Linked DNA regions of Capsicum annuum: region 1 is linked to region 2. The links are chromatin contacts, called in public Hi-C maps. All regions are on one chromosome and are shown on one strand. The core of a region is the stretch at or near the end of the contact, and the rest is flanking DNA. Distances in the headings are between cores, read along the strand shown. Region 1 has its middle 52 kb from the start of LOC124899889. Region 2 holds the start of LOC107852784.

Region 1 (3,714 bases), core at 878-3,377, 680 kb after region 2:
GCAAGCAAGCAGCTGAAAGCAGACATATAACAACCGCCAACTGCCTGCTTTCAGCTTACTGCTACTCACGCTTATATATAGTATAAGTAATAAAGTAACAAAATTAGTTATAGATTAGAGGGAGTTTCATACCGAAGCAGACAGCAGGTCAACATGCCTGCTTCAGCTGCTATAATCGTGTTTTTACTGTATGACCTCTAATTAATTATTATAAGTCATTTACGTATTAAAAAATTAATAATATTTTATACAAATAAGTAAAATAAACATTTCTGACATGTCTGCTTCGGCTGCTTCAGTTGTAATTTTACCATATCACCCCTAATTAATTATTATAAGTCATCTAAGTATTAAAAAATTAATAATATTTAATAAAAAATAAAATAGACATAAAATAATAAATTAACTCTTGATATTTTAAATTAACTTGACGTCTTATATGAGTCTCACTCAGGTTATTTTCACAATTAATTTTTTATAATTATTATGCTATATCACTTTTAATACATGTCTGCTTCGCGGCTTCAATCGTGATTTTATTATATCATCCCTAATTACTTATTATGGTTATTTAAGCATTAAAAATTTATATTATTAGTATCCTATATAAGAAGTCACAATAAGCTCAACTATTTCAATCGTGATTTTATTATATTACTCCTAAATAATTATTATAAGTAATTTATGTATTAAAAAATTAATAATATTTAATAAAAATAAAATAGATATTTTTGCCATCACTGTTTCAACTACTTTAATCGTAATTTTACTAAATTACCCATATTTAATTATTATAAGTCATTTAAGTATTAAAAAATTAATAATATTTAATAAAAAAAAGTAAAATAGACGTAAAATGATAAATTATTTTTGATATTTTAAATTAACATGATGAATATGAAGCCATTAAAAAAACTTTACAAGTATATTTTATAATAATTTTACTATGTTACTTCTAATTAGTAGAATAGAAAAAAATATTATAAATCACAATAATTAAGAACTTAAATTATTTAAAAAATATAATTGACTATCAATATCACAAAAGTTTGAACAACTTAAAATATCGTTATGCAAAGTTCATCAATCTAAATATTATATTATATATCTAACTTAGAATTTATCGACCAAACAAATAAAACTTGTAATTAAATGATAGAATTATACATAACGTAAAATTTTTAAGGATCAACATTGAGCCGTGCGTATCATGACGTAAGCCGACTAGTAAAGTAATAAAAAGTAAAATAATAATAATATAGAAAAGGAAAGAAGTAAGAGTAAAAAAGTAAAGTAATAATAATAAATATAAATATATACTTATAATATAAAATAATATAGAAAAAGAAAGAAGAAAGAGTAAAAAAGTAAAGTAATAATAATAAATATAAATATATACTTATAATATATATAATATAAAAAATTTAAAAGTAAGTAGAAAAGAAAATATTAGAAGCCACCAGCACTAAGAATTTTATGGGAAGACTCGAGAAGGTTCACTACTTTTTGGGGTTGCAGAATGCGTACAATGATAGCGCGATTCAGCCCTGTACGTTCCTCTAAAGTCGCTTTTCATTATTATTATGATTATCACTCGTCAATTTGCGTGTATCATCTAGCTTGTTGATAGACTGACTTGTGTAATTAGTGGCGGATAGCTTATTGATAGATTAACTTGTGTAATCAGTGGCGGATAGCTAATTGATAGACTGATTTGTGTAATCAGTGGCATATATATGTAGGATCGGGTTCATCCGAATTCTTCCTCAGAAAATTATACTTCTTTCGTCTCAAATTATGTATTATTATTTTTTTAATTCATTCTAAAATAAGTATTCCTTTTTTTTATTTGACAACTTTAAACATTTTAAAGGTACAATTATCCTTTTTATATTTATTGATTCCATTTAATTAAAAAAAATATTGATATATTTTTTAACAAAGAATAATTTAATAAATTTTATCAAATCTTTTCTTATTTTTAAATTTATGCCCAATTAAATAGCTATACATTATTATTTTTATATGATAAATTTTTTTCTTTTTTTTATCTATATATGTGGTTGGAGTTGAACCCTTCGAATAGTCCATATACATACTACCCCTCAATGAAAATCCTATGTCGGTCTCTGCGTGTAATGATGTTAAATGCAGTATCTATGGAGGAGGAGAACGCCTATAAATTTACAGCCCCGACGTTTTTCTACGTCCAGCTTTTCCAGAGGTAACAAATAGAGATGGGCTATTCCACAGTTACAGAAATGAGCTGTGCAGTTAAGTAGGCAAAAGTGTTATTCTTGAAATTGGAAATCTTGTTATTATTTTATTAGATATTTTTTTCTTCTTTTTTGGTTTCAATTTTGTACAATAGTCTGTTGGGTTCATACTTTGAGATTTATTTTGTAGATGAACAGTCAATAGAACAAGAAGCTCAAAGAAAAGTGAGGTAGCTCTTAAAATTAATTTTTGCTGGGACTGCTACCGTTATTGGGTATCAAATTTTCTCATACATGGGTAAGTAAGATCTCATTTCTATGGTTACGTGAATCGATTTCCTCCTGATTTGTCTTTGGCATATTAATGTCTGTTTTGAATAGGAGACAATCTGATGCAACAGTCTGTCTCACTTCTACAAGTCAAGGATCCCTTATTCAAAAGAATGGGTGCTTCCAGATTAGCTCGTTTTGCTATAGATGGTAAGTTTGGTTCACACTACTTGGAAATTGACAAGTTATGTATACACAATTATTTATTGGGTTCAATTATATGTTGGCAATTTGGTGCACAATATCAGGAATGTGATATTATTAGTAACGGGTCCAGATATGTCTTTGATTTAAGAGCAGTAAGGAGCTATTACTTATTTACTTTTCAGTTTTAAGGCTGATGAAGAGATATAGGAGCAAAGAAAACATGTAGTTGGTATCTGAAAGGCAAAATAATAATTCTGTGACTTATGATGTCAGTGAACCTAGGTTGATCATCCTTTTGTGTTATTAGAAGCTCATTTTAAATCTAACTGATATCGTTAACCTCCTCTGCATCCTCTTTTGTATTAATAATCTACGAGCTGCACAATTTTGTCTAGCCGAGTCTCGTGCATCTGGATGTGCTCCCCATTCTTCGTGATTTATTTACTGGATAACCTTCTTTTGAAATGTAAAGCTAATGGAACTCTCTACTAATTACTTGTACAAAAGAAGTAAATTCATTTCATTGTCCCAATATAAGATGAAACTACTCTAGTACCTTAGATTTTAGTATCCTAATCAACCCTGTATTTGATTGTTGTTCCTTTTCCTAGTGCTATGATGAGGCAACTGTATTTCTTAAATAACATTTTTCTTGATGACTGTGGTGTCTGGGCTAGCTTTCAAGCACCTCGACTAATTCTACAAGATACGTGCTATCTCCCACCAACAACAGGTAGCAGACCCTGTCCATCAATGATACAAACCAGCCAACAAACACAAGAAACAAGATAAAAACAACAACACAAAGGAAGCAAACACAAGCCGATTACAAGACAGCAAGAACAACACCAACGATTTGCAATAAAGAAAAAGATAGATAGTGAGACATAAGCTATTACAAGCTTTAGGAACTAAAGTGTGTATCAAACACCAGAACCCCTAAGACCCACAATAACAACACCACACTCTTACGAAGACCTCAAGGGAACCGGAATCCCCAAGCAACCCTCGTTTCTAAACG
Region 2 (4,030 bases), core at 1,345-3,844:
TTCCATAATGTTTGAAGTTCTCCCTCATATCTCCATCTCCACAACTATTTCATCACCAAGCATTCATTCTGCCTTTTTTGGATTCTTATATGAAAACCACCTGAAATCTTGTTAAGCTGAGCAATTTTCCAGTTTACTAACTGAAAACCTTTACCTCCCTTATTTCCTAGCTATAAGAAGTCCTTTCTCATTTTACTAGCTTTTGCACCACTTCAGGTGGTATGGGAAATAAGGATATAACATAAGTTGGCAAGGAATCTAACACAACATTTATCAAAATTAGTCTGCCCCCCAATGGCAAATATTGAGAGTTCTACTTAGCTTTCTTTTTCTCTGTCTTTTCAACCATCCCATCCCATATTTCTAGATATTTGTGGTTATTGCGACCATTGCATATGGGGTCTCCTGCATTAAGCTATACTGAGAAATACTACATTACCAGTATCAAAAAACATAATTCATGGGGTGAAATTGCATAGTAGTCGATGTTGCTTGCGCGAAAAGTAAGGGGAGGATCATCAGCTGCTACATTGCAATTCTGCAATGGAATTTATTCAATATTTAATTGATTTAACTTACCATGGGTACAACCTATGGCAATGGTGAAGCTCTCACAAGTTGGACAAGAAAGTTGAATCCCAGAAACGTGGAATGTAGCTCCATCTTGCATTTTTCCGTTGATTCCACAAGAAATAAGAAATGGAGGAATTTTGAAGGTGCAGAAACGTAGATAAGGCCTCCACGAAGTAGGGGTAAGGCCTACGTACACTCCACCCTTCCCACTTCCCAGACTCCCTTGTGGGATTACACTTGCTGCTAAAGAAGATATCAAAGAAACTAGATAGAGTGGCATTGTCATACACTACTACATGCAGAGTTCATATCCTAGACAGTGCAAAAATTTCAAACAAATTAGAGCAGAAATAGAACACGACATTGCACAACAAAAGTGAAAGAAAAGTATCCAATTGACCCTCTTATTACTGTTTAGATGAATGCACTGGAACTTACGATGCCATAGCTTGTTTTACCCATGAAAAGAGCTTCAATTTTGCTTTGTCTCCCCCACAGTATCATCAGAATCAGAATCACTGGCATTATAGCCTAAAAAGGAAGAAAAGATGAACACCGCACAATAACAGCGAAGAATATAATCAGTAAACAAAAAGTTTACATACCTGGGCGTTTATCACTCATTTTCCATGCCGATGACCGACTCTTTGAAGCTCGGCTAATCCAAGCTCTTCCCTGTACCCAAAATGATCAATCAGTAGAAGCATTTCCCACATCCTCAGACACAAGCAAATTGAGACAGAAAACCGAGAAACTGTCGATTTCCAGACAAACCTAAAAATCTACTTCTGGGCAGAGGAAGGAGTGGAGATATATATATATATATATATAAAAAAAAAAATTGAGCAGGCACACTGTGGCTATTCACTTCTTGGATTACAGAGAAGAAAAGTAAGCATGTACATGATGGTACATCCTCTTAATTGTATGTATCTTGATTAAAAATAAACCAAGCACTTAAATTATGCAGGCACACCCTGATTTTTCTTCTCCTTGTATTCAATTATTAAGGACTTCAGGTTTAATTGGATTGCTATCTTCACACGATGGACACATTCTCTTAATTATGGGCTTCCTTCTAATAGTATATTATAAGGGGCACACGAGTTTGAATCTCAAATTTGAATATCTTTCATGTGCATGACAAAGATAAAGGTTAGTTTTTTTTTTGGGGATAAACATTAGTTGTGGGCCGTTGATCCCATTTTGATCCTTGTTATCAAAACTAATGTAAGACCAAAATATTCAGAGGATTCTTCTGACAAAATAAAAAATATGTAATTGTCAGCAAAGTTGTTTCTTACTTAGAATAGGTCCTCGATTCAGCATTAGATAAAAGGGGTAAAAGTTCAACTTTACACTGTATAAGCGCAAAAGTGTGTCGAAAGTACAAGTGTAAGAACAGCTCAAAGTTGAGACTCTAAACTCTTTCAACAATACGGTTTATGAGGGTTTTCTTTGATCATATCTTGTCGATGGAAAACAAGAATTTCTATGAGCAACTTTAAGTAAATTAACTCAAGGAATAAATGAAACAAGAGAAAAAAAAAAATAAGGACCTTCTGTGCATCTCTGGATATACCATAGCCACTAAAATACATCTGACCAACAAGGACCTGCATGCTGGAATCACCAGCTTTAGCCTCCTTGAGAGTATCTTGGAACCACCGCTTGACACAGTCAGCCACCACATCGGCAAGGGGTAGCCGCCGCTGGTTCGACGAGGAAGTATTGGAATTGGAGTTAGAGCTTGCTTCTTCCATGTTCTGCTTCAGCTTCAGCCGCCGCTCTGATGATTGGCCGTCGACAACCGCCCTAAACTTTGCGGTCACGGGAGATGGAACTGACCTAATTCTGGATGCGGGTTTGACTTGAGTCGGGCCCTGGATTCTGTTTGAGCTAATTATTCTCGCAAAATCTTGAATTCTATGTGGGGAAGGAAGCGATTTCCCCATAAAACGTCCCAGAAAAAAACCCACTAGCCCAGCACTTTTTGAATTTTCAGCAATGGTAGTGCGCCTAATCTCTATTATATTAAAATGTGTTAAATTACGTTTTAACTCTTTATTAAAAATCTCCTCAAATTTATCTTTTTACCTTTTCCAGATTATTTAATAAAATAATCAGCAATTATAGAGATTATAATTACTATAATTATTTTTTGTGGAGAAACTAAAAACTGCCATGTGTATATATTTAATTAGGTTTAGGGTTATTTGAGTTTTTGTTTGTTTAGGTTACTCTTTCAATCGTATCCTATTTTCTAATACAATTATAATTACTATAATTATTTTTTATTGAGAAACTAAAAACTGACGTGTATATATATTTAATTAGGTTTAGGGTTATTTGAGTTTTTGTTTGTTTAGGATACTCTTTCATATTGTATTCAACCTTTATTTAAAGTCTAAGAATTATGTTATTCTCGAAGAATAAAAAGATTGCATCAGTATTCACATATCAAGAGGTCAAATCAATTTTCTTTTCAATTTCCTTCTTCTTGCAGATCTTTAGATTGTAATTACCACATATTCTTTCTACATTTGTTATATTATGAGAGGGTAAATTTAATTTGTGCCATTTTTAGAAATTTTTCGTTTAATATATAGGTGCCAATATGAGATGTTAATCTTTACAGTTCCTTTATATTAATATTGACATTTTATGTTTTTTTTCTTATTGGTTAATTTTTACTATGTATTATAGGTACAATGTTGTTTGGTAGGTACTGAATTCTTATTAATTCTTTGGCCATTATTAGGATCGCTCTTTATTGTATGATGATCGTCAATAGTATTAAACTAGAGAAGAAACTGATTTGCTTAGTGGAAAAATATTATTGATGTTCATCTAACTTGATTCGGTTGCATGTCTAGATTAGTGGATGTTTAATGTTCTAACCCTTAACTTCTTCTTTATGTCTTTCTAACCCTCAACTTTTTATTTATGTCTAGATTGGTGGATGCTTAATTTTCTAATCCTCAACTTCTTTTTTATTACTAGATTGGTAGATGCTTAATTTTCTGACTCTCAACTTCTTCTGACTTTACGGAAGTTTTTGTGTAAAGATTAGATTTAATTAAATTATTTTGATCTATCATTGTATTGTTTTGTTGCAGTTTACAAGTGGTAGATGAATGTCGATCGGCTTTGAGAATTTATTTTGATAAATGTTAGGTTTAATTAAATAAATTCTCCAAAAGATATTGAATTTAATTATTATATTCATCTTTATTATATAAACAAAGATGATTTGATAACTGTTACGCGAGTAATTATAATTGATATGTCTCTAAGTGGGGAATAAAAGACGGTATATTTTATATTCAATAGATCAAATTTGAGCCCCTTTTTTAGCCCCTTTTTTTGCTTTAAATGTTGTTTTTAAATAATCTAATATTAGGCCAATAATGAAATAATATGATTATATGCTGAAACTGTGTAATTATTCTAATTT

Evidence for each region. Hi-C and Micro-C count contacts between places; a contact is called where the count stands out from the background.
Region 1: a contact with region 2 is called in a Hi-C map of placenta, with 4 times the contacts expected there. The contact joins the enhancer-like site here to the promoter of LOC107852784 in region 2. A contact is called at or near these places in 2 of 5 Hi-C or Micro-C datasets (leaf and placenta).

What each region holds. Positions count from the first base shown.
Region 1 is chr6:72,675,619-72,679,332 of UCD10Xv1.1, forward strand. It overlaps the pseudogene LOC107852782. Among protein-coding and RNA genes, the nearest start is that of LOC124899889, 52 kb to the right of the region's middle. Within about 2 kb of position 2,128, at least 5 of the 5 cell types and tissues checked have an H3K27ac peak or open chromatin away from gene starts, as enhancers often do. A contact at or near this core is called in leaf, where this site is marked.
Region 2 is chr6:71,998,802-72,002,831 of UCD10Xv1.1, forward strand. LOC107852784 reads right to left here and starts at 2,595. Exons shown (of 4, transcript XM_047414770.1): 1 at 2,133-2,595; 2 at 1,179-1,248; 3 at 1,012-1,104. The coding sequence starts at 2,528. The coding sequence ends at 1,046.